6 separate regions of the Mus musculus genome follow, and regions 2, 3, 4, 5 and 6 are each linked to region 1. Evidence: chromatin contacts called from public Hi-C, HiChIP or PLAC-seq and promoter capture Hi-C data. All regions are on one chromosome and are shown on one strand. The core of a region is the stretch at or near the end of the contact, and the rest is flanking DNA. Distances in the headings are between cores, read along the strand shown.

Region 1 (4,067 bases), core at 915-3,414:
ACAAACAGCACACTACAGAGTCAAAGGGCACTGAACCATGGCCAGAGCCCCTTTTAGGTATTAACTGGTTGGGGTGGGAAGGCGGCCTGACAGCCTGGCACCTTTGGGACTCCCATATTCAAGGAAGGAGCCGGGTAAAGAAAGGCCTTTCTAGCTCTGATGATCTGTGGTTCTGCGGTAAAAATCCAAAATATAATCCAATTAGCTGTGTTGCCTGTACTTTGTGATTGAGAATAATCGCAAAAAAACAATTACCATCATAAAAACATGCAGCTCTTTAACACATGGGAACCCAGATGATTCAAAAATCAGTTTGTTTGGAGTGTTGGGAAACAGCAGGGTTTGTGGTCTGAAGTCTTATGAAGTGCCTTCTAAAAATCATATTCACAATTTATAATAAACACAGTCCATGTAAGTACACAATTTTAAAAAGGGACTTTGACATTGTTACATTGTTCACTACAAATGCTCCGCCCATCCATGCTGTCAGAGAGGCACTACCCCAGTTTAGGGGACAGAGAGATTGACAGTCTGACCACTCAAAAGCTTTGGCTGTGTTGAGATTTTTCCAAATGTCTCCAAACCCACAATGGACACGGCATAGTTTTGGTGATGAGTGAATTCCATTGTCTCCTAATCCTATGAAAATTAATGGGAAAGTGTTAATTGTGCATCAATGCATGCTTAACATTAACCCAGGGATTTGATGAACCACAACTTTATGTTGCCCCTCATGCCATATTAACTTGGTTTATTGTAATAATTTAAAACAATAAGGATAATTGTATCCGTACTGTTTTAAATACTCCATAAATTGAATACAGCCTGAATCTGGCCAGCCTGGAATACGAAGTGTGCGATTCCCCCGGGAAGCTACAGTCACCAATCCTTTGGAGTTTACACTTTGCCAGGGGAGAAAGGGAACTTTTACCAAACACCTACTAAGTGTCAGAATCTGTGAGGCTCCTAGTTCCAAAAACTAGGGGTAAGGTGCTTTGTTATCTCCAAGACCTACCGCAGGTCTTGGGAGATAGAGAGCCATTTCACTCCTGGCGCTTACACTCTTTACAGAGGAAGCCCTAGTAACTTTAAACATAAATAAATTAGATAACGGATGAATGGTCGAGGGATTTTCTGAAATAAGCACCTATCTTAACCACCCTCGGGATACTCCCAAACTGCTACTCAATCTCCATGAACATTTGCTTTGAACCCCAATCATTTGACCTTGACCCCTACAAGCCCACTTTATTATATTTTCAAATCGCGGTCTGAGTAAGGCGCAAGCCCTGTCTGGTTGCTTCCTCGCCCCCTGTTATCTATCGCGTCAGTTTCTCAAAGTTCCGAAATAACCTTCGCGGGCACGGCTCCGTACCTCTGGCGGGGAAGGGCGGGGAGCCGTGCAGGACGTGCCAGTGTGGAGCGGGAGCCAGAGAACTTGCCGCGCGAAGGGAAAATAAAACTTGTGGCTGGTGTTCGTGCAGGAGGGTCTCCTCCATCCGCAAGCCCCCCAGATCCCGGGGTTCTCGAGGACTGCCCTGGGAGCGCAGGGTGTGGGTGTGCTCCCGGCGTCCTTGACCTAAATTTCCGCGCGGTGGCTGGAAACGGGGGCACAGAGGCAGGGAGGGCGGCGGGTGCCACCTCCGAATCGGGCGCAGGGCCCCAGGAACTTGAATGAATAGTCCGAACTAGGGGGGCCCGGGGGCGCTGCCGCCTCCCGGCCCAGCGAACAGCCCGGGCCGAGCTCCCCGCGCCTCCCCCTCCCCCACACCCAGCCCATGTGATCTGAGCCGACTCGGGGTGCGCTTCCCGTCTCCCCGCCTGCTTGGCGTGGCCAACCCCCCCACTCGAGTCGCGGGGCTCGCGCGCCGCCCCTGATGGGTCCCGCTGCCGCGGGGGGCCGAGCGTGTGCGCGCGCGGACAGGCGGGGGACCGAACGGGGTGCGTGACGTCACCGCATTGGTTACACGACGTTCTAGAACTCCGCCCCACGTGCGCGGGGAGGAGGGGGAGGAGGAGGAGGAGATGGGGGTGGGGAGGAGGAGGGGGAGAGGTGGGGATGGGCCGGGGGGGCGGGGACGGGGGGTGTGCGAGGCGGCGGGGCTGAGCTGAGCCGAGCCCACGTGTGACGGGCTCTCGCCGCTGGCCCGGCTCGGCGCTCGCGGAGCTTCGCAGCCGCCGGGCGGGGGGAGGAGGCGGGGGAGGAGGGACGGAGATCTGGGGCTCGGAGCCGGCCGCCGCTGCGCTCCGCTTCGCTGTGGGGCTCGGTGTGTCGGGGGTGGGGGGGCGGGGGGGCTCCGCTATGGAGGCAAATGGGAGCCCAGGCACCTCGGGCAGCGCCAACGACTCCCAGCACGACCCCGGGTAAGTTTCCAGCCGCTGCCCACCGCGCCGCCGCGGGCTCGTTCGGGGCTGTGCGGGCGACGGTGCGGAGCGGGGCATTCGCGCGCCCCCCGCGCCCCCGCGCGCACCCTTGGGGCACTCGCGCACCTTGGGGTGGCGTGGGGCCGCCACCTTCTCCCCCAGCCCACCTCCAGGCTCGCGCTCGCCCGCTCCCCCCCAGCTTTCCTTTTAGCTTTTGTAAGTTACACGTCAAAATGGCCGATCTGACATCGGTGCTCACTTCGGTTATGTTTTCTCCCTCTAGTAAAATGTTTATCGGTGGACTGAGCTGGCAGACCTCACCAGGTAAGGGAGGGAGGGGGGGACGCCTGGGTCCCCCCCTTCTTGGCTTCTTTATTGCTCTTTGTTATCCCAGTGTAAGAGCCCCCCCACCCCGCCATTGGCTCCCCACTTCTCCTGTGCAAGGTTATTTTTTTAAATAGCAAATCCTTTCCGAGCCCTCTACGCGACCTCTGTTGCTGAATTTCCCCCTCGTGTGCAAAAATATTGCAAAAACAAAACAGAATAACAACAGAAAACTACTTTTGCTTTTTGTCCTTGATCAAAAAATTGCATTGCTCCCCCCTCCACACCTTCTCCCACCCCCCCATCTCTCTCTCTCTCCCTCTCTCTCTACAGATAGCCTTAGAGACTATTTTAGCAAATTTGGAGAAATTAGAGAATGTATGGTCATGAGAGATCCCACAACGAAACGCTCCAGGTAACGCATTCCCTTCTCGATTTTGCCTTTATTTTAGAACAAAGTTTTAGTTTTATTTTTGGAGGTGTCTTCGGAAGTAGCTAAGCGGATTTAGAATGGGGCTCAGGCGCGTGGCTGGTTGGAACGTCGCTCCCCCCCCCCATAACCCCAAAGGTTATTGTTAATTAGGGCCGAACTCTGGATTCAGAGACGCCCATCTCTCCCGCTTGAAGTCATTTTCCTGTCGCTTCTTGTTCTCTTGTTTAAAATGACATTCAGTTCACCCACTTTCCACATAGTTTTTTTTTTTTTTTTAATTTAAAAATTTGAATGTATGCCTTCTGCACACTCCCAAACTCTGAAGTCCCCTCTTTGGGAGGTGAATGAATATCTTAGTGTCCGTTTTCCTTCGGAATAAAACAAAGCCTTAAGAAAGGGAAGAGGAGGAGAGGAAACTGAGGCGGCCAGAGTGGAGACACCAGCATTTTCCAAGTTACCTCCAGCCGCCCTGCCCCCTCGTCCCGCTTCCCCCACTAACCTTGGTATTTTTACCTCTTGAGGCAGAGGGCTGTGGGTTAGAGGAGAATAGAGGGAGCTGGTGGGGATGGGGGGTGCGTGGGGGCAACATTCGCATCCTAGTCTACATATAGGGTCTCCTTGTTGCGCTCAGTAGTGTCACATTTTGTTTGTTTTTCTCCCTCTTTGTCTCCTTCCAGAGGCTTCGGTTTCGTCACCTTCGCAGACCCAGCAAGTGTAGATAAAGTATTAGGTCAGCCCCACCATGAGTTAGATTCCAAGACGGTAGGTTGCTTTTTTTTTTTTTTTCTAAATAGTTGTTGTTTGCCCCTTTTCAGTACCGGTCTGGGCATTGACAGCCCTGTTTAAAGGGACAGCGCCTTCTTTTGCTTCTGTGCTAGAACTGGGTACTTTTAAACAGCTAGCGAGTTGGCTCAGAAGTTTGCTGCGGTGGCTGGTTTTGGGGGTT
Region 2 (4,067 bases), core at 1,085-3,584, 960 kb after region 1:
TCTCCTCCAGGCGCTTGGCAATGACTGCCAGTTCAGCATTCTTCCGCTTCAGCCTCCGTACCTTCTCCTCCGTCTCTGGGAAGCTGCTTTTTCTCTGACAAGGAGTCAGCCAGAGTTGGACTGTGTAGGGAGAATCCCACAGACCCATTCCTACTACCCAAAGCCCTAGGCTGGAGCCTGGGCACACAGTGAGATCCTTGGCAGTGTTAAGCAAGGGTCCACTGGGGTTGGGGCATGGGGTTATGTCACCCGTGGGTGCCTCCCTCCTTGGAGAGAATGTTTATAGGCTGATCGGGGGTGCTGAGGGAAACCTCACTCCCCAGGCCTCACCAGCATCTGGTTTTCCTCCTTCAGGATGGTACAGCGCTGCTGCAGCTCTCCCAGGGCCCTTAGCAGCTCCAGATTAGGCCTGTCCCCGAAGCCTATGTTGAACTTGGCCTGGCATAGGGAAGGACCGGGTACGGTGTCTCAGAAACCTACTCAACCTAGCCGGAGTCTTCCGTGTGCAACATCGCCACTCTATAACCCAAGGGGTGAACAGGTTCTCTCTTGTGTCCCAGGCCTTCAGAGAGGGGTGCTACCAGGACCTAAGGAGAAGGGACAGGCCCATCCTCCATGCCTTCATGCCTTCAGCGGCAGCCTCACACCATTCTGGGGCATTTCCTGCTCTTCCTCTATGCTTGCCTTTCTACCCCACAGCCTTTTAGGTAATGGCAGATCAAACTCCCTCCCCATCCGTCTAGACATCTTGGGTCTGTAGAGTCCCCTGCCCTCCACTAAAGTCCTGCTTCCTTCATCCTCTCCAGTAGCTAGCTCACTCACACCCACCCACAACAAAATCTTCCTTGGCTCAGCCCAGCACCAAGCCCACCTCCACACCCCCCAGCATACCAAGATTCCCCCCAGACAGACTCGTGGTGGAAGAGACCTAACATAATCAGAAAGAGACACATGTACCCACACTGAGGGCCAGAGCCAGAGAGAACAGAGCGAGGCCACTTAGATTCCCGTCCAAGGAAGGAAGGACAGATAATCACACAGGCAGACTCACAGACAGAGAGAGACAGAGACAGAGACAAGAAATGTGGGCAGTGGGACTACAGATTATGGCCAGTCCATCTTGCAGCCCTCTCCATCCTCTCTTACCTTATAAGCCTGTGCCTCCTCCTCCTCCAGCCCGGAACAGCTGTACCCAGGGCTCTCTGCTTGCTGCCCCAGCTTAGGCAGCCCGGTCTCTGTTGCTTCAGGATCAGTATTTCCGACAGGTCCAGGGCTATGAGCTCCCTCAGGCTTGGAACTCTCTTCAAACCTCAATCCTTTAACCTGCAGAGCTGTCGGAGTACCAGCAATGCTTGGAGATGCATCTCCAGGTTTGCACCCCTGGCCCTGAGTCCAGTGCTGCCAGGCAGGCAGTGCCCATGGCTCCATGGCTCCAAGGTCTCCAAGCCGTGGGAGGGTTGTCAGTTGCTCCATGGTTTCGGCAAGGGGCCCCCGAACCTGGACCTGGGGACATCACCAGCGGGAAGACTGACAAGGGTCATGCCAGACTAGACCATTCTCCCTGTAAGTGTTTGGCTTCACCGAGTCCATCAGAGGTTGGCTGAGCTCTTCCCACCCACGAAGGAGGGTTCAGAAGGTATCGGGGTTGCCAGACTGGAGCTGGGGTTTGCTCATGGTTCTCTCTCTCTCTCTTGTGTGTGTGTGTGTGTGTGTACGGGGTGTGTGTGGGGGGGTGAGAGACCACCACCAGGAGTGCCTGGCTGAAGGTATATATGTACGTGTGCCTCCAGGTCTGTCCCTGCAGGTCAGTGATGTTTTATTATGTGATTGGAGGATGAATACTCCGACTTGTGTATGTTGAGAAGGGTGGTGCTATGTGTCACTGTCTGTGCCTATTTAAGAGTTACCAGTTGTTTCTGCGTGGGGGTAGGGGCTGTCTGTATTGCAGGGCTGTGGCAGTGTGTGATGCTGTCGCCGGTCCTGTCTCAGTGTTGTAAAGCCCGGTGTATCTGTAGTGGCGTGTGTCTTTCAGTGTCTGTGAGTCTGGCCACCCATCACGACCACTCTGCCTGGAAAGGGTCCGCAGGAGTTCCTGGGAATGATCCCCAGTGATCCACTGTGGTCCTTTATCTCCAGCTTTTCTCTCCGCTGGCTGCCGCCGATCAGTTGCTTGCTGGGTGGCTGGGCGGTCCTAAGGAGGCCTGGGTCGATGGGCGGCTTGCCTCATAGTCTCTGCCTCAGCTAGTCTCAGCTCGAGGGACTGCAAGGGTCCCTCGCGGTCCCGGAGCTCCCCAAATGAGATGGTGGGCACGAAGGAGGGCAGAGCCTCAGAATGGGGAGTGGGGAGCAGGGGAGCATCATCATCCCTCCCTTCCCCCTCCTCCTCCCCTCCTGCCCACCAATAGGAAGTCAGCTGCTGGTTTCCATGACGATGGAGCTGGACTGGTGGGCTGGACCGGCAGGCAAGCTGGCAGGGTCGGGACAGTGGAAAGAGCAGGTTCCTTACTGGATGGTAGGTTAGAAAGCTACCCCCTCCGGACCCCCCAACATGGCCTCTTCATCCCCTTGACCCCACAGACCCTCACTTCCAGGGTGCAGAGGAAAGGGAGTAGAGACAGTCCTCTCCTTTCAGGCAAGACTGATGGGGATAGAACAATGTGACAGAGACCTAGCTGTAGAAAAGGACAGAGCTGAAATGGTGGGATTTGGAATAAAACAAAGAAATAAAAGTCTGAAAATAGAAAGACGAGCAAAAGGACAGAGTGTTGAAATAGGCTGAAAAACGACTTCAGCTTCCCCATGGCAGATCACATTTGGGGGACAGCCCAGCCTTCACAGGCTAGCAGGAGAGATCATAAGACAGGACCTTTTGGGCTGATTTTCCCTCAACCATCAGGAAGTTCATCTTCTGTCTAGCATTAGGCTTTATTTATTTACTTGCTATGAAAAAAAAATGGCTTTTGGGAACAAGGACATAGGAATTGCCCCAACCTAGGTGTCTGCCTGTATGTGGGGCACCTAGATCTCGAGAGATAAGAATGTTGCTCCTAGACGCAAGACAAGCCAAGGTCGAGGGCCCTCATGTGGCACCCCTATGGAATAGCAGCTAAAGCATAGAGAACACCCCCCACCCAGACAGTAGGCTCCACCCAGGCCAGAGCCAATGGAACTGGGTAGGGGTTGGAGTTGCATAAGAGAGAAGGTAACATTCATTTCTCTAAAGCAGTCTAAACATCAGTACACATGCTATGTCATGTAACTTTCAGTCAGCATGCATATGCATGTCATATTACATGTATGTATAGAAGAGTATGCATAGTATGTCTGTGTATACATGGAGATCACTGCATGTATGTGTGCTATTTTGTCTATGAATCTCATTGGATATATATCTGTGCATGGTTTTGTGTCATTGTATGTCTATTTGCTACAATGTCTATGTGCATGCAATTACGTATGAGTTTATCATTGCATTTTGCTATAAATCACAGATATCATGCCATTATACAGCACTAACACATTATGACATACATTGTCATATAATAATGTACAATGGCATACAATGATCTATGTACATGATAAACTTGCCTGGCATGATGTGCACGCAGTCTCTGTATATATATTCTCACCCCTCCATGCCTAAGGGGACTGTCTATAAGATCATCTCAGGATACCCCACTAAGTTCTCAAATGCTTAAGTCCTTTTATGTAAGGTGATGAAATATCCGCCCATGGCTTATACACATCCTTCTGTATACCCAAGGTCTCTTGCATGCTAGGCAAGCACTCTACCACTAAACCATATCCTCAGCCCAGCCCCACCCCACCCCCATGCCTTAAATCATCTCTAGATTGTTTATACCTATTTTATAATACGATGTGAATGTTAAAATAATTGTACTGTACTATTGAGGAAATCACAAGAATAACAAGCAAAGTCTATACATTATAAAGAGACAGCTTCCTCTCTGGTAAGAGTCTTAGCTCAAGCTGGTCCTTCCTCTTCCAGTTGCTGGGGTTGTAATTACATCTACAATTGGCTTGCAATCAAAAACACATTTTGTTTT
Region 3 (4,067 bases), core at 639-3,138, 870 kb after region 1:
CCGGTGGGAGTCAGGTAGGTGGAGGTAGACTGAAGACAAGAAATGCTGGCTCACCTGGCTAAAGAGCTTTTCCTGCCATCCAATTACAACCTCTTCCTCCTCTTCTTCGTCAGGGCGGTGTCCACCTCCAAACACAACAGAGTGAGTCAGACCAGCAACATTTCTTCCTCTCTGGTTGATTACAACCAGTGTTCCTATTCTTGTCTCATTTGGGTTTTAAAATTTTTTGCTATTGTTGTTTGGAAGTGTCTCATTCTGCAGCCCGGTCTGACCTCACATTCCAGATCCTCCTGCCTCGGCAGAAAAACGCTGACATTACACGTGTATACCACCAGGTCTGCCTTCAAAGTCCCTACTCACATTGACCGCAAACCCCACTGGAATTTAGTGACTCACTAAGCGCTCACTCTAAACATAGAATGCAGGTGGTGGACATACTTTGGTTAATACTAGAAGCAAGATTAGGGCCTGAGGTGTCCTAATCATTACTCTAATTTGAATAAAAGGTAGCTCTGCCTTCCAAGAAACATTCTCTAGTCCCGTATAAGGCACTAGAGTTTAGCTAGAGGCTGAAGGGCCAGCCCTTCCTCAATCCTGGCTGAATTTGCTAGATAAGGACCCTGATGTTTTTCTGAAACCACCACCGAATCATCCAGAAACACAAGATGCATGATTTGTGATCTGCCAGGCTACCCTTTTTGCCTAAGAATATTTCTGAGTAGAAAGAACAATGACAAAAGCATGAAAAATTATTGGCCAAACACGACGGTCCTGTCCTTTCTTTTGGCTTTCAAGGCAAGAGGAAAAAATCATATTTTCGTGCAAACTCCTGTTTTAAAATTGTTTTTTAAGTGTATTTATACATACATTTGGAGTTTGGAACATATTTCTCTTAGAAGTCCTTTCCCCATCCCCCAAGTCACAACTCGGGTAAGATGGCTCAAGCCCCAGGATTCATCTGGTGAAGAGATAACTGAACTGGTTCGCAAAAGTTATCCCCTGAACTTCACTCTCGCACTGTGGCATGGGCGTGCACACACACACAAAAGTAAATTACAATGTAAAAAAATAAATAAATAATAAAAAATTAAAAAGATGATTGCCCAGGTTCATTCAAATGCTTCTATATTCCTCGGCTAGGTGACACTGGGCAATAAACTCAACCTCTCTGAGCCTTCCGTTCCTCCTCTGTACCTCTACTGCCCCGCACCCCTGCCTTAGTCTCAAATGAATGTAGCGTCATCACAAACACCCACTAGCAGCTTGCGGAGGCCTAAAAGTGGCCAAGTCTATGAGGTCCTTCCCCATCTGGGCAGCAGGCTGGTAATGAAGGAAGTTGCTTGATGTGATTCTTTGCAGATGAACTCTGTCAAGAGAAGAGAAGCCCCAAATACGCGTGTCAGAGACACACAGCAAGGAGATATACAGAGCATGAATCGGGGAAAGAAATCACAGAGGCAGAGAAGTCAAGGCTGCTGCAAAGAAGAGGTGGGTAGGGGCGTCTGCTGGATAAATCAGCACAGGGACCCGAGGGGTTTGAAAGTGGCGAGAACTTGAAGGGACTTGGGCAGGGTGAATCTGAAAGGTGTACTTGGAAGCTTTCAGTGGAAAAAGATCCTGATAACAAGACGCGCGCAGAGATGGCAGAGGAAGTAGTTGGGATTGTAAGCGGAAGTAGGGGCCTCTGAGCATCTAAAAGCTTAGGGTGGAATAAAGTTAGGGGGCCTCGGAGCATAAAGTTAGGGGGCCCTGAAACTGGGGTCGAGTGACTACCGGAGGCGCAGGTTGCGCACGGGGTCCCGGGAGCGATACACGGCCTCGCCGGTGTCAGTGCTCCAGACCGCTTCCGCCATGACAGCTGCTTCGCGCTGCGACCGCGCCGGAAAGCGTGGTGCCTCGTTCCCCTGGCAACGGAGACGCTGGCTTCTTAGGCAAGGGAGGCGCTGCGCGCGCAGCTCTCCACGTCTGCGGGAGCCAGTCCCTAGCCTGGCAGCGGGACCCTCAGCTGTCCTGTGTGAGTAAAGCTCACCTCCACCCAAGGTGAAAGTTGGTGCACTGCACAAAAGAGAAAACCGCCATCAGCTACTTTGTTTAGGTGCAAAAATGGTGATGGTGGCCAGAACCAGGTGACCTGAGTCCTTACTTTCTGATCAAACACTGCCTTCCACTGAACATTTGAAAACTTCGGCCTAGGGGGCGTGGAGAAATGGCTTAGTGGTTAAGAGGTTAGTGACTGGACTTTCAGAGGAACTAGCAGGCCCAGATGGCCACTCACACCTGTCTCTACTCCAGTTCCAAAGGGTCAGACACCTTGCCGCCTTACAGTACACATGTGTTGCACAAACATGTTCACCATTATGCATAAAATAAATTTAAAAAAATTTAAGGAGAGAAAACTCAGGCCTAAACAGTTGGTGGATATGACTAAAAGGACATGCAAACAAAAATTAAAAAACAGCCGGGCAGTGGTAGCGCACGCCTTTAATCCCAGCACTTGAGAGGCAGAGGCAGGCAGATTGCTGAGTTCGAGGCCAGCCTGGTCTACAGAGTGAGTTCCAGGACAGCCAGGGCTATACAGAGAAACCCTGTCTCAGGAAAAAGAAAAGAAAAGACAGGAAAAGAAAAGAGAAAGAAGAAGGAGGAGGAGGAGGAGGAGGAGGAGGAGGAGGAGGAGGAGGAGGAGGAGGAGGAGGAGGAGGAGGAGGAGAAGAAGAAGAAGAAGAAGAAGAAGAAGAAGAAGAAGAAGAAGAAGAAGAAGAAGAAGAAGAAGAAGAAGAAGAAGAAGAAGAGAAAGAAAGAAAAAGAAAAAAAGAAAGAAAACATTCCTGGAAGAAAAAAAACCTGTGGGGCAGGTATATTAGTAGTTTTGTTGGTATGCACTGAGCCAGAGAAATAAAAAACAAGGAAGCCAGCAGAAAGGAAGGAAAGGGTGTTTTCCCTGGGGCATGTTGGTTCTGGATTATTAACCAGTTAAGACTCCGAGCCAGCCCCTGAAAAACCACCAGAGTGACATTCAGAAGTCATGGTTCACTGGCACATCCAAGGAAAGATGGTATAAGTTTAATTCCGGCAGTTTGGCAATATCAATATTGACAATTAGTATTTGACGGTTGCTACTTATTCATCCGAATAAGCAATTGTTGCCTGGCCTGGGACATTTCATGGCCATCCGATTATAGAGCAGAGAAATCATGAGCACCTAACTATTCATTGTGTGCACTAAGAACTCACCACAAATAGCACCTACTCATTTTTCATTTGTATTGCCTGTAACCCTCCCAAAAACCTCTCCAAGAGGTACTTTATTCCTATTTAAAGGATGAAGTTACCAAGGGCCAGGAATTAAGTATGGGGTGTATTAATGAGTGCTGACGTGGGAAAAACAGATTCCAACCTGGTCTGGCTTTTGTGGCCTCAAACCTGCCACCAACTTACTGTCTCCCACCCACATCCTTAAGAACATACAATTTCCAATTAAGGGATGATTTCTAGACACTGAAACCATGGAGATTAGAAAGGAAGTCACTTCGAGATTTTGTTTAAGATGAGAACAGCCAGGAGAGGTGGTTTGTGTTTGGATTGTCAGCACTGGGGGCATACATGGAAGGATTTCAATTTAAGACCTCATTTTAAACAAAACAAAAGAAAAACAAACCAACCAAATCGATCAAGAGCTGTAGAAATGGCTCAGTGGGTGAAGGCCTCTGTCATGAAACATGATAACCTGAGCTTTATCCTTGGAACAAGAAAACTGACTTCACAGAGTTGTCCTCTGACCTCCACACTTTGTGGCACGTGCGTCCACACACACCATCACCACCACTAATAATGATAGTAAAGTTAAGCTTTTCTTCATGGAACCTTCCAGGCCATGTGTCAAGGGGAGGTTGAATATCTCCTTCCCAGCCACTGGCTGTGAGAAACTCATTGGAGCGGACAACAAACGTAGCATCGTGTGTTCTGTGACAGGTGCATGGTCACAGAAGGATCTGCTGACGCTCACACACACACACACACACACACACACACACACACACACACACACAAAGCAAAGCATAGAAAACATC
Region 4 (4,067 bases), core at 753-3,252, 710 kb after region 1:
AGAGCAAATACGTAGAATGAGAATGTAAGTTTTTATGGAAGTGTGCAGTCTTTTGGGGGGAGGTGGAGCTCTGAATGCACTTTCAGTATCAAGCCTCGCTGAGAGGCAAGCTCTTCAAGCTGGAAGAGGAGCATCCGGAAATATGAGTTTGTCATGGAAACGCTGACAGGGCTTCATCAGAGGGGCTGCTCACAGGTGCAGCCCGGAACGGCGACACAGCCTCTCATAGCTTATTTCCATTCCAGCCTGCTGACTGAGTTCTCTTTCCTGTAGCCGGGCCCTGGGACAGTCTGAAGGTTTTCTGGGGGAGCTGGGTAGTTCTTACCAGGAAGGTGAGAGGGTTCAGATTCCTGGAGCTGGAAATAATCTTGGTATCAGTTTCACATCTGATAAAAGGGCTTATAGGGAGGGTGGAGGGGAGAGTGGTGTAGAAAAGGAGGCACAGTCCAGTCGTATACAGGCACCAGTTTCATGTCTTCATCCCTGTAGTTTGCAGCCCATCGAGGAGCCTGACTTCTCTGGGTTATAGAAAAGCAAACACGCTGAGCCCCACCCCCACCCCACCTTCACCTCACCCCCAACTAGGAAGCAGGACCACATTCTTGTGTGGGTTGGGCAGACCACTGGTATAGAATTCAGAAGTGTGCCAGCCCTTGTGGCTGAGACCAAAGCTGGGAAATACAGGCTTTACCATAGCTCTATAGCAGGGAGAAAGGTGGAAAGACATTCCTCCTGGGCAAGGTGGCACAATGACCACCTCTTGATCCTGACGAGACATGAGTGACTCTTGTTATCAGCTGACTTTTGCTTTACAGTGGGTTTTGTAAGATATTCTTTGTTCTTCCCAACCGGGCCCCCTGGGAGCCCTAGCCCTAGACTGAGAAGGGCACTACTAGCAGCTTTAGGAAGTCAACGGGCTGGGCCTGTGTGGCTCTGCTGCGTGGGGTTGGGTAAAGGAAAAGGTTGGCCCTGGAAAGCTTCCAACTGGTAAGGAAACTGTGCTCTTTCTAGCACCCAGTCTAAACCAGTAAAGGAGACATGGAGTCCAAGGATGCTGAAAGAAAAAGACTAGTCCATACATCCCTAAACTGGCAGTCTAAATGAAAACCAAAGCCGGGCAGTAATGGTGCTTGCCTTTAATCCCATCACTTGGGAGGCAGAGGCAGGCGGATTTCTGAGTTCGAGGCCAGCCGGGTCTACAGAGTGAGTTCCAGGACAGCCAGGGCTACACAGAGAAACCCTGTCTGGAAAAAAGGAAGGGAAGGGAAGGGAAGGGAAGGGAAGGGAAGGGAAGGGAAGGGAAGGGAAGGGAAGGGAAGGGAAGGGAAGGGAAGGGAAAAAGGAAGAAAGGAAGAAAGGAAGAAAGGAAGAAAGGAAGAAAGGAAGAAAGGAAGAAAGGAAGAAAGGAAGAAAGAAAGAAGAAAGGAAGAAAGAAAGAAGAAAGGAAGAAAGGAAGAAAGGAAGAAAGAAAGAAGAAAGGAAGAAAGGAAGAAAGGAAGAAAGGAAGAAAGAAAAAACAAAACCCCCAAAGCATTTTTCTACCCACACTACAAAACCCTGATCTACCATCTCTTGAGCTGAAGTCATCCATGTTCCTTGGACTGTGACAAGAGATGCGGTAAAAGCAAGATCCATTTACCGATATTCTTGTCCTGTACCTCCGAGGCTCCAGCCACAGCCCTCAGCAGCTCTTCCTATTCCCTCCCTGCACTCCCTGACCTGGGGGTTCCGGCGGGGGTGGGGGCCGGGTTTGTGTGTGTCCTAGCCTGGTTCCAGCGGCCCAGATAAGGGGCTGCTCGTACTGGGGCTGATTTTCAGCCCCATCTGTTCCCTACAACACAGATCCCACCTTTCTTGCCTCACCCGGAGTCTCCGGAGCCTGGGAGACATTCCAGAGTGCTCCGGCTCAGTATCAATTTGTTGCTCAGTGCACTAGGCGATCAGAACCGACTTCGCTCCTTTTTCCCTCAGAGGTGTTGATAGTAACAGCAGCAACGAGCTGCCAAGTTGGCAGAAGAACAGAGCGGCTGTGCACTGCGGATTAAGGGGGGCGGGGAGCAGTAAACCCACAGAGGGCTGAGCCAGGATGACAGTCTGTTTATCCTGAAATTAAAAAGGTCCCTCCAGGCTGAGCGACCTGCATCCTACCTGGGGATGGGGGTGGGATGAGGATGCTGTGCTTCGAAGGGAGCGGCCCCAAGGGAGGCCTGAGGCTGATGATGCAGATGTAGCACCTGGGAGGCTCCCCAGTCCTGGCTGTTGCCATAGTCGGGTGGGAGGGACCTGCTGCCTGGGCCCAGAGGGCAACCCAGGCCTAGGAGGCAAGGTGGAGATCACCTTTGTCCTTTGTTCCAATTCTGCAGTAGGGCTGTGGCTTCCAAGTTGGAATGGCTATAGGAAGCAAGGGGAGCTAGCCATTGTGAATCTGACCTAAAGATAGGGACAACAAAGGGCACGGTGGAGCGTGGGGTGGAGGAGATGGGGGAGTCATTCACACAGAACTGGGGAACCTCAGTAGGATCATTCAGCTTCCTGGAGCCTCTACAATTAATGATTCCTACTTCAGAGTTGTGTGTGTGTGTGACTCAGAGTAGCCAAAGCTTATTGTAAGACAGACAACATACTTACTATAAGGCAGACCTACTAAGAGCTTTATGGATGTCCACTCACTTTATCTGCCGACTCTACCAAACGGGTGCTGCTATCAGCTTTCCCATTTTCATAATGAAGTAGCCCAGGCACAGGGTCCTTAAGAAACGTATTCAAGATCACAGAGCTGATGAATAACAAAGTCAAAGACTTGAGCCCAGTTGTGTGGTGTGTAGGCTAATACTCCCAGCCTCTGCACACACTGGCTTCATAGTATAACCTAGCTCTGGGCACAGTGTTTGCTTGGCATAAAACATTTAATAGGTGCTGGCTACCACCATGACGCAATTGGATATTTCCAGCAGGCCCCAGGGATTTGGTGAGGCCCTAGCTCCCCACCCTATCTTTGGTCTTCACTCTGTGTTTGTCTTAGAAGTTAGAGGAGTAAGCCTTTGGCAAGCCGTTGGCCTTGCTTGATTCTCTCTGTTCCTCCATCCCCCTCCTCCTTGAAGCAGAAGAGAAGAATTCTCAGCTTCCTTTAGTTACCCTCAGCTTGCAAAGAAAACATAGCCTGCTGTGTCTGCTGCCAGTTCCTCTCTGGTGACAGCCACAACCCATGTGTTGGGTGCCAGCCTGTGTTGCTGGTAGAATCAGGAGCCTGGGGCTGGACCTCAGGGCCCTGCTAAAGAGATAGAGCCTGGCATTGTGAGTGCAATCCTCTGCCTTAGAGTAGTCAGAACCTTTAGCTGTAAGAGTCAAGGCCAAATGCTCTCTGTCTCTGTCTCTCTTTTTGTGTCTCTCTGATTCTGTCTTCTGTCTCTTTCTTTCTCTGTGTCTTTCTGTGTGTCTCTGTGTCTCTCTCTGTGTTTGTCTCTCTCTCTCTCTCCCTCCCTCCCTCCCTCCCCCCCTCTCTCTTTGTGTGTGTGTGTGTGTGTGTGTGTGTGTGTGTGTGTGTGTGTGTGTGTGTGTGTTTTGCTGAGGATCTAACCTAAAGCCTGTGGCATGTTGGGTAGGTGCCTTCCTACTAAGCTCCATTTCCAGCCTTTGGTTCTTTTTGTTGTTGTTGTTGTTTTGTTTTGTTTGTTTTGTTTTGTTTTTTGAGACAGGGTTCCTCTGTGTAGCCCTAGCTATCCTGGAACTCACTTTGTAGACCAGGCTGGCTTCGAACTCCTTAGCTCTTTAAGACTCTTGAATTTACTTCATAATCCTATTTGTTTTTTGATACCTGGTCCTTCTGCATCCTCCTCCTGAGTGCTGGGACTATAGACCTGGGCCACTAGGCCTAGCTATTATAGATTGTATGTTCAGAAATGCATTGTTTAGTACCAGAGATGGTGGTGTAGACCTACGGCCTCAGCACTTCAGAGGCTGAGGCTGGGATGATCAGGAATGCAAGGCCAGCCTGGGCTACAGTGGAGCAGGTATCAAGGCAGCTTTGTAAATTAGTGCTGAGCTATCCAGGTCCACTAAACTGTGGC
Region 5 (4,067 bases), core at 677-3,176, 650 kb after region 1:
AACTTCCCAAAGATGAACTATGGGTTTCTCCTTCACATAAGGGGCTTGCTTTGTTCCACCTCCATCGAGTTTACAGACACCCAATGTAATATTGTTTAAACTGCGTCTAAAACTCATCAGTCCTTTACTGTCAAACGATCATTTGTAAGTAAGCTTTTTCTAAAGAAAGCATTTACCGTCTTTGCACCAACCCTCATGCCAGCTAGTTCCGTACTTCTTTGCCAATCCATTCTTAAGTTGACCATCACTTTCTTTTTTTTTTTTTTTTGACCATCACTTTCTTAACAAACTCATCAAAGCACAATAAAATCAATACCAGATTAAGGATGATAAAGTGGGACGTTCAGGAGTTGCAAAATCTTAAGAATTTCCAACTTTAGTAAGCCCATTTATTTCAATAATTACCTAAAATAAAAATGCTCACATTTGAAACATGTCTTAATAGGACAAGCCAGATTACACAATGGGTAATTTTGAATTCTCCAATTCCCCGTATTAACTCCACCGGGATGGGACCAGATGCGGAGAGTATAATCTTTTGAAGATTCTGCATTTCCAAAGGTCTCAAGCGCCCAAGCTACGCGTTTGGAATTTCACGAAGTATTTAGGAAAACTCCAAAGAGGGAGGCGGGAAGGACACATTTTAAAAACGACTAGCTCCCTAACCTTCAGTTCTGAAGTTTCTGCATGTGCTTATCTCTACTGCTCATCAATGCATTTGCAAACAGAAAGGAAGCAGAGGGGGGAAAAAGTTCCAATCAGGGGTCCCGCATTAAAGTGGTAGGAGAAGGGTATGGCTGAAGTATCCGCTAACATTAGCTTTGAAGTTTCTGGCAAAAGGAAAAAAAGAAGAAGCGAAGACCCCCATACTCCCTATGAGTGACTCATCTAGGGGCTTTGTAAGCGGACTTTGCGCTCCCTCTCCGCTTCCCGTCGCCCACTGGGCCGGAGCGAACGTTCGAGCGGGTCGCGGAGCGAGACTAGCGAGACACGCTCCGGGGAAGGTCGGGCCTGCAGGAGTCCCGGCCCCCGCCGCTCCCCGCCCCCGCCCGGCCCCGCCGGCTCGGGGATTCCCCAAGCTCAATGGGACCGCAGAAGCTGGACAGAGGCGAGGGGACCAGTTGCCAGGGCTCGCCCAGGACTTGGGCTAGGAGCGGAGAAAAGTTTGCAGAGGGGAACCACGCTCGCAACACCCCCCGTCGGGTCCACCCGAGGGGGCGGCGAGAAGGGGGAGTGGCGGCGAAGCCAGAGATACCCGCTATTCGCGGGATGTGGGAGGAGGGTCAGAAAGTCAACACACAAGCACACACACACAAAAAGAGAGAGGTGACGCGAAAAGCGCAAGCGAAAGATGGATGGGTACTCGGAGCGGGACCCGGAGACCCCCTCGCTGCGCCGCGCGGCCCCGCTCGGGCGCGCAGTGGCCGAGCGGCCCGCGCTCCACAGCGGCCCGGCGCCCTCCTTTCTCTGGGCCGCGGGGTGGTGACAGCGGCCGGCCTCCTCCCTTCCCCTTCGGGGCGGGAGGGAAGGGTGTGTGTGTGCGTGTGTGCTTGGGGGGGCCCGGGTTCACCCCGAGGCCTGCTTCTCCCCCGCACCCCGCGAGGCCGCCTCCTTTCACCTCGGCGGCCGGGCTCCGCCGGAGCGGGCGGGCGGAAAAACAAAGGGGGATTAAGGCCGGGCCGGAGAGCGGAGCCGGGAGGGGAGGAGCGCCCGCCCGCCCGAGCCCGGCCCGGCCCCCCTGGCCCCCCGACCCCCCCGGGGCCCCCAGATCCTGGAACAGGAACGCGGTCCAGTTGGCCTCCATGGCTGCGGCGGCCGACCCCCCTCCTCCCCACTCCCCCCGCTCGGGGAGCCTCCTCAGGCGGAGGAGGCGACAACAAAGCGGCGGCGGCGGCGGCGGCAGCGGCAGCGGCGGCTCCTCAACATGGCAGCGCCGAGCGCGGCCACTTCCGGTAACCTCCGGGACGCACCACCGCGGCGGCGAGCGCGGGCGGGGGGGGAGCCCCGGCCCGGCCGCCGCCGCCCCCAGCCGCTTCGACCCCCTCCGGGCGTCCCCGCCGCCGGCGCGCCGCCTCGGAGCTCAGCCAGTGCCCGCGGGCGGTGGGGTCAGGGAGCCCGCGCGGGGGCTGGGGTGGGGCCGGGGGCGGGGATGGGGTGCGGCGTCCCCCCCCGCGGGGGTGTGTGATGCTGCGGTCCGTGGCTCAGGCAGCTGGAGCAGGGGGAGCGCAGGAGAGAAGATGGAGGACGCCAGGGTCTGGCGCTGGCCCGCTGGGCACAGCTGGGCTGCCTCTCGTGACTCTGCCTTGGTACCCGGCGGCGTCGCGTCCCTCTCATACCCCCAGCGGCAGTCAGGGCTTCGGTTGGTCACCTGGCTGTTCAATCGGTCAAGCACATCACAGCTTCCACCTACGAACTAGGATGCTAGCTTCTAGTGTCCCCTACCCTCGGGTATTTTTATTCCTGACCAGCTAAGCCCTCACTCAGCGCTCTTGCCATCGCCCTTTGCGTGGTCTTCCAATTTGAGCAGGGAATTCCACTAGGGTACAGCCTTAGAAGCGCCTACTGTGGAGGGAAACACTTCCCACGCGTTCAGATGTCATTACTGGGTTATTCTTGGGTGACGGGACCGCTTTCCCATCTTTCCCTTTCATTCCAGATACAGGAAATACTTAAAAACCCCTCTCCCGCCAGGATTAAAAACAAACAATAAAAACGAATGAGAAAGTATAGAGGCAAAATATTTTAGTCTTTTAGTACATTTTTCAATTCCTGCAGCACACGCACACACAAGTCAGACTTCTGGTTGGACAGCGTCAGATGTCACTGAGGTGACCCCAGCCTGTTTGCAGTTCCCAGTCGTCTGTGTAGGAGTCAGCCACTGCTACTGGTTGGAATCTGTAGATCGTAAGCCCATATGATGTCTTGAATGTTTTCTATCCTTTCCTCACATAGAGGTAGCTACTGTGAATATCAGAGACAAGCTATTATTAAACATATATCTAGTCCAAAGAATCTGTGGTGGGGAAATGAGGGGGCAGGCTCCATCTATGATATTTTTATAAAATGTTAAAAAATAAAACCAACTCCTCAGATGTGCACATTATTTCAGAACTTCAACATATTTCAAACTGACTCTTATCCCCTCCAGACAGTTTTAATAAAAGACATATCTTCAACTTCATATATATGTATGTGTGTGTATGTATGTATGCATATATATATATCATATTCATATATATATGAATGACTGATTCAAAAACCATAGTTGCAAAATTCTATGGGAATAGAAACTGAAGAGGTATGGTAATTTGATGTTTTTCCAACCATTAAACAAATATATTTCCCTCCCACTCTTCCATCAGTCACCAGAATAAAGGGGCCAGGAAATGACAGTCTGGTTCCTTTTAGAGTTGACTTCCCATTAGATACTGCCTGAAGACCTTGGGTATGAAGGACAAGTCCAGCAGTTTGGATGGATCAGTAGCAGGAACCACCAGAGAACTGGTCAGCCTAAGACGGAGGGGGACAGAAAATGAGTTTCTGATATATCCCTGAGCTAAACTGCTACATGTCCCCTGGTCTGTCAGTCTCATTTGATGTTTCTTTCAGGAAGCGTATATATGTTTACATATACATGTAAACTGAGGAGAGAGCTAAGTTGCAAACCCAAGGAACAAGACAAAATATGTTCTTGCTCTGACCTTGGACATAGTATGTGCTTGTATTTTGGTTCAGTGGATACAAGTCTCTGCTTCTTCCCTGCCTTAGAAGATTCCCTTCAAGGTCTCTATGTATATTTGCTCTCTCCTCCAATGTATAGCCGCTTCTCTTTAGCTGCTCTTTGAAACTGTAATCAAAATAAAGCTTCAGAATTATAAAAGCTAGTACTTAATATGATTCTTATGCTAATACTGTGGGATTTCTTATACTTATTTTGGGATCTAGAAACCCCTTCCCCAGCAATTTTTCTCATAGCACCTCCCAGTAGTGTTTTCCCCATAAACAGGAAGTAGAGGTCAAGTGAAAACAGTTATTAGATTTTAGGAGAAATAGCTAATTATATCTCT
Region 6 (4,067 bases), core at 570-3,069, 590 kb after region 1:
GATAGATAAAGTTGGTAGTTTCTGGCCCCACCAAGGTCATGAGAAAGGAAGCAAATGTGCTCCAATTGTCTATGCCTCTTTCTGCTCCACAGTGAGAGTGCAGAGATCAAGAATGTGGTGAGCTGCATAGATGGTCCCTTTGAACTACATACAAGGTATAGGACAGGAGCCAAGTGTTTTACAGAAGAGAGGTGAAAGGGTGGGGGGATAAAACCAGAGACAGATTTACCCTCACAACTTCCATTCTCTATGGACAGATACCTCATGGCTGTACCTGGAGGACAGACGAGGGTAACCAGGAATCAGATTCCGTGGGAGCACCAGGCAGATTTTCAATCCTTAGAAACCAGAATAGGCAGTGGTGGCGCTCGCCTTTAATCCCAGCACTCAGGAGGCAGAGGGAGGAGGATCTCTGAGTTCGAGGCCAGCCTGGTCTACAGAGTGAGTTCCAGGACAGCCAGGGCTACACGGTGAAACCCTGTCTCGAAAAACCAAACCAAACAAACATATCAGACAAGAACATGGTTCAAAATGTTACAGGAAAGGGCTAGTTTCAGGCATTTGGTCCATTTCCTTTGTGCTTCACGCCTTGCCTGTCTGAAGACTCTCAGGCCCTCCACGGCTCTATTTTGAGGTTTGGCCACATCTCTGACATCATTCCCTAGCTACTAGGAGCAGCAGACTTGCTGCCTGAGATTCAGCTCCCTGTGGCTAATGCCTTGTTTCCCATTTGTCCTTGAGGAGCTCAGGTTGGTGTCGTTTCCTTCTTGGGGGGGCGGGGTGGTGCTCCATTGTCTCAAATAACGATAGGAAGAACCCTAGTACCTTTGCAGGTTTGAAATAGAAATGACAGACAAGAATACAGATCTTTTTTTGTGTATACAGTAGGAGCTTAACACAGGCAGCCGTGGCACTCTCTTGTCTTCCAAAGGCAGAGAGAGGTTGACATCCGTCCCTGGCCCAGGTATGCAATAGAATCATCTAAGGACTATTTTACTACCTACTACACACACACACACACACACACACACACACACACACCCCTTTCTTCCCCAACTCCTGCTTGTAAAACATCACACTATTTAGTTATTTTGCATGCATGTAGTGATCATGTAGGTGTGCATGCTATGGCCGTATGTGAAAGTCAGAGAACAGTTTTCAGGAGTTGGTTCTCTCCTCCCACCATGTGGATCCCTCAGGTTAAAGTCAAGTTATCAAGCTTGATGGCAGGTCCCTTTACCCATTACGCTACCTCATTAACCCTGGTCTTGTCCTGACCATCCTGTCCCAGTGCAGGGATTATATGTATACATCCCACATCTGATTTTTTTTCTCTTTAATACCAATGTCCATATCTTCTCCTTTTTCAGGGGATGAGTATGGGTCTTAGGAAACCAGTACATTTTAAAAAGCAATCTGGGAGAGTCTGGTATGCACCCATGGCTAAGAACTGTGGTCCACTTCAGCCTCTCAGCATTTTAATATCTACCGGGACCTCCTGGGAGTCTTCCTAGAATGTAGGTTGTGACTCTGCCTGTTGGGTGTGAAACCCGAGATTCAGCAATTCCAGTTATGGCCCAGGTGGTGCTAACACAGCTGCTCCACGGTCTCAGAAGAGTGGTCCCCAAAACTCCAGGCCATGGGCAGATGGCTAGAAAGCTTATCGCATTTGTCTCCGCTGCAACTTTGCAGCTCTCCCCAGCCAGACAGGAAACGGAATGCCTCCTAGAAGCAGCCAAGGACATGACCTCAGACTGAGGCTCAAAGATCGAGAACCGAAGCTTGTCCCCAGATGACTCTTCCTCTGGCTTCCTGTTGGCTTTTTGGCCACAACTGTGGTCACAAAGACACCAGCGAATGAGTAGCGAGTCTACCCTGTGTTCATAAAGAGTTGCCTTTCTCAAGAGAGCAAGGGAACAGGGGGAGAGGGAACCGGCCCTGGTTACTTTCACTTGGTTGAGTGGGGGTGGGGTGGAGACCATGGCCTGCCTTGGCAGGATATCCCAGCCACAAAAAGCTGGAGGAATCGTAGCTCCAGCAAGCCAGATGCCTCCCAAGCAAGAAAGCTGCCTGCCTGGGGTGGGACTGTTAAAAAGACACAGCTGAAAGGTTGCTCTGACCTGGGCGTAGGGGCCTGTGCCTTTGCTCCCAGCACTCAGGAGGCAGAGGCAGATAGATCTCTGTGAGTTCAAGGCCAGCCTGGTTTACATAGAGAGCTCCAGGACAGCCAGAGCTGTATAGTAAGGCCCTGTCTGAAATAAACAAACAACAAACAGAAGAGCTATGAACCATGAATGTCACTAAGTGCTGGGTGCCCTGCACACGCCGAACAGCTTGACAGAAATGTTTACATTTGATTTTCACATCAATGTTGCCAATCTGATACCTCTGTTTTCATGAACACACGGGGAACCTGAGGCTCCAGTAGTAAGTGGCAAGGGACTTACACAGGGCAGGCCCAGGATGGAATCCAATCCTACTCAATTCCCCCTACTCCAGTATATTGCTACTCAAAGCTTTTTTGTTGTTGTTGGTTTTTTTTTTTTTTTTTTTTTTTTTTTTTTTTTTTTTTCGAGACAGGGTTTCTCTGTACAGCCCTGGCTGTCCTGGAACTCACTTTGTAGACCAGGCTGGCCTCGAACTCAGAAATCCGCCTGCCTCTGCCTCCCGAGTGCTGGGATTAAAGGCGTGCGTCACCACGCCCAGCTACTCAAAGCTTTTAAATCTCTCAGTGGCTGAATTTACTGCCTCAGTGGAGTAGAGAAGAAAAGGGAAAAGTGTGTAGACTTCAACAGAGACGGGAAGGGGCTTTTTCTAATCACTATTAAACATCATCACCATTGAGCCTAACTAAAAGATAAGGCAGGTATCCATCTATTGTTGAAGACACCCCCTCCCCCCACCCCGAGTAGTTTCTAGAAACCAACTTCCTCTAGAATGGTGCTTCTCAACTCTCCTAATGCTGCGACCCTTTAATACAGTTCCTCACATGCTGGCAATCCCCAGCCGTAAAAGTATTTCGCTGCTACCTCATAACTGTAATTTTGCTACTGTTATGAATTATAATGTAGGTATCTGATATGTGACCCCCCCAAAGGGGTCAGGACTCACATGTTGAGAACAGCTGCTCTGGATAATGAGTAGCACCAGGTAACCCTAGGGTGGCTACTGAAGAGTCTTTGGAGGAAGAGTTGGGCTGTAAGATCCAAGACACTCAATAGTTCAAGAAAGTAGTCAAAGCACCATGTTCCTTGTTCCTAAGCAACGTGCCAATCTCATGGCTGACACTGAGACTGAACCCATAAGCTGATGGGCCCCACAGCCAACCTGAACTTGTACCCCATCATCTGACCCCTGCACAAGCCAGGAGACACTTCTACGGGTAAATGTGTGTCTCAGTTTAGACCCTTCAGAGCTGAGGGCTAAAACCAGAAACTCCTATCCCAGCCCTGTGCCTTAGCAGGCCCCTCTTCCTAGAACCTTGGCAAGAAGGGCCTTTGGCAAGAGGCCCCATCCTACATTAATATTATACCCAGAGAACCCAACAAATGGTCCCCGACTTTCACTCTGTGAAATTCTGCAGCTTAAAGTAAAGATGAGTTAGGGGCCAATGATAAAACAGCGGTTTGGTCTTGGGATCAAAGCTTTCACAGCCACTAGAATGATGTTTTTAAAAACTATTCCAGGGCCAGCAAGATGGCTCAGTGGGTAAAGGCGCTTGCCACCAATGCGATGGCCTGATTCTGATTCCGGGAACCCACGCGTTGGAAGGAGAGAACACACTGCTACTGCCAAGCTGTCCCCTGGCGTCAGCGCTCATCCCGTGGCATCCAAACACACAAATAAAGGAATAGATACACATTTTAGCCATATCATTTCACTTCGAATCTGGCTTTAATATCTACATATGAACATATGAGTGAGCCAGGGATGCAGTCTTTTCTGGTTTTTGTTTTTCTTTAATGAGCCTAGTAACTATACAGAGCTAAGCAGACCTCATTCTAACTTAAATCAGCTAAGACCTGCTGGGATACTACCAACCTCCAGGCAGTTGTCTACAGCAGGGG

What was found. Promoter capture Hi-C pulls out the DNA fragments that hold promoters and counts their contacts. A called contact is a pair of places that touch in the nucleus more often than the background predicts. HiChIP or PLAC-seq counts read pairs in DNA pulled down with a chosen protein or histone mark.
Region 2: a contact with region 1 is called in a Hi-C map of B cells, with 6 read pairs. The contact joins the promoter of Tspoap1 here to the promoter of Msi2 in region 1. A contact is called at or near these places in 2 of 484 Hi-C or Micro-C datasets (B cells and CD4 T cells) and 3 of 115 datasets of contacts at active chromatin or transcription factors (bone marrow-derived macrophages, embryonic stem cells and regulatory T cell precursor).
Region 3: a promoter capture Hi-C map of liver shows a contact between it and region 1, with 4 times the contacts expected there. The contact joins the promoter of Mks1 here to the promoter of Msi2 in region 1. A contact is called at or near these places in 5 of 39 promoter capture datasets (the 3T3-L1 cell line, HPC-7-derived erythroid cells, hippocampal neurons and 2 more) and 1 of 115 datasets of contacts at active chromatin or transcription factors (memory CD8 T cells).
Region 4: a promoter capture Hi-C map of hippocampal neurons shows a contact between it and region 1, with 4 times the contacts expected there. The contact joins the enhancer-like site here to the promoter of Msi2 in region 1. A contact is called at or near these places in 11 of 39 promoter capture datasets (the 3T3-L1 cell line, 3T3-L1-derived adipocytes, cranial neural crest and 6 more), 7 of 115 datasets of contacts at active chromatin or transcription factors (acute myeloid leukemia, bone marrow-derived macrophages, embryonic stem cells and 3 more) and 1 of 9 other capture datasets (embryonic stem cells).
Region 5: a promoter capture Hi-C map of second pharyngeal arch cranial neural crest shows a contact between it and region 1, with 10 times the contacts expected there. The contact joins the promoter of Vezf1 here to the promoter of Msi2 in region 1. A contact is called at or near these places in 17 of 39 promoter capture datasets (3T3-L1-derived adipocytes, the C10 cell line, the HPC-7 cell line and 11 more), 5 of 484 Hi-C or Micro-C datasets (CD4 T cells, cerebral cortex, effector CD8 T cells and 2 more), 13 of 115 datasets of contacts at active chromatin or transcription factors (astrocytes, differentiating embryonic stem cells, effector CD8 T cells and 9 more) and 2 of 9 other capture datasets (adipose tissue and pancreatic islet).
Region 6: a contact with region 1 is called in an H3K27ac HiChIP or PLAC-seq map of thymic regulatory T cells, with 6 times the contacts expected there. The contact joins the enhancer-like site here to the promoter of Msi2 in region 1. A contact is called at or near these places in 3 of 39 promoter capture datasets (cranial neural crest, liver and pre-B cells) and 4 of 115 datasets of contacts at active chromatin or transcription factors (bone marrow-derived macrophages, large pre-B cells, memory CD8 T cells and 1 more).

What each region holds. Positions count from the first base shown.
Region 1 is chr11:88,716,326-88,720,392 of GRCm38.p6, reverse strand. It overlaps Msi2 (musashi RNA-binding protein 2), which reads left to right and starts at 2,164. Exons shown (of 14, transcript NM_054043.3): 1 at 2,164-2,364; 2 at 2,648-2,688; 3 at 3,022-3,103; 4 at 3,799-3,883. The coding sequence starts at 2,303. It overlaps C030037D09Rik (RIKEN cDNA C030037D09 gene), which reads right to left and starts at 1,750. Exons shown (of 4, transcript NR_038058.1): 1 at 1,376-1,750.
Region 2 is chr11:87,758,808-87,762,874 of GRCm38.p6, reverse strand. It overlaps Tspoap1 (TSPO associated protein 1), which reads right to left and starts at 2,334. Exons shown (of 32, transcript NM_172449.2): 1 at 1,147-2,334; 2 at 331-438; 3 at 1-94. The coding sequence starts at 1,473.
Region 3 is chr11:87,851,036-87,855,102 of GRCm38.p6, reverse strand. Mks1 (MKS transition zone complex subunit 1) reads right to left here and starts at 1,888. Exons shown (of 18, transcript NM_001039684.3): 1 at 1,774-1,888; 2 at 1,257-1,366; 3 at 55-125. The coding sequence starts at 1,853.
Region 4 is chr11:88,007,941-88,012,007 of GRCm38.p6, reverse strand. No RefSeq gene overlaps it. Among named protein-coding and RNA genes, the nearest start is that of Gm38610, 4.7 kb to the right of the region's middle. Within about 2 kb of position 2,002, at least 71 of the 459 cell types and tissues checked have an H3K27ac peak or open chromatin away from gene starts, as enhancers often do. A contact at or near this core is called in hippocampal neurons, where this site is marked.
Region 5 is chr11:88,066,138-88,070,204 of GRCm38.p6, reverse strand. Vezf1 (vascular endothelial zinc finger 1) reads right to left here and starts at 1,926. Exons shown (of 6, transcript NM_016686.4): 1 at 1,772-1,926. The coding sequence starts at 1,804.
Region 6 is chr11:88,129,848-88,133,914 of GRCm38.p6, reverse strand. All of the region lies in intron 1 of Cuedc1 (CUE domain containing 1), which reads right to left. Among named protein-coding and RNA genes, the nearest start is that of Cuedc1, 33 kb to the right of the region's middle. Within about 2 kb of position 1,819, at least 155 of the 459 cell types and tissues checked have an H3K27ac peak or open chromatin away from gene starts, as enhancers often do. A contact at or near this core is called in bone marrow-derived macrophages, liver, memory CD8 T cells and 2 more, where this site is marked.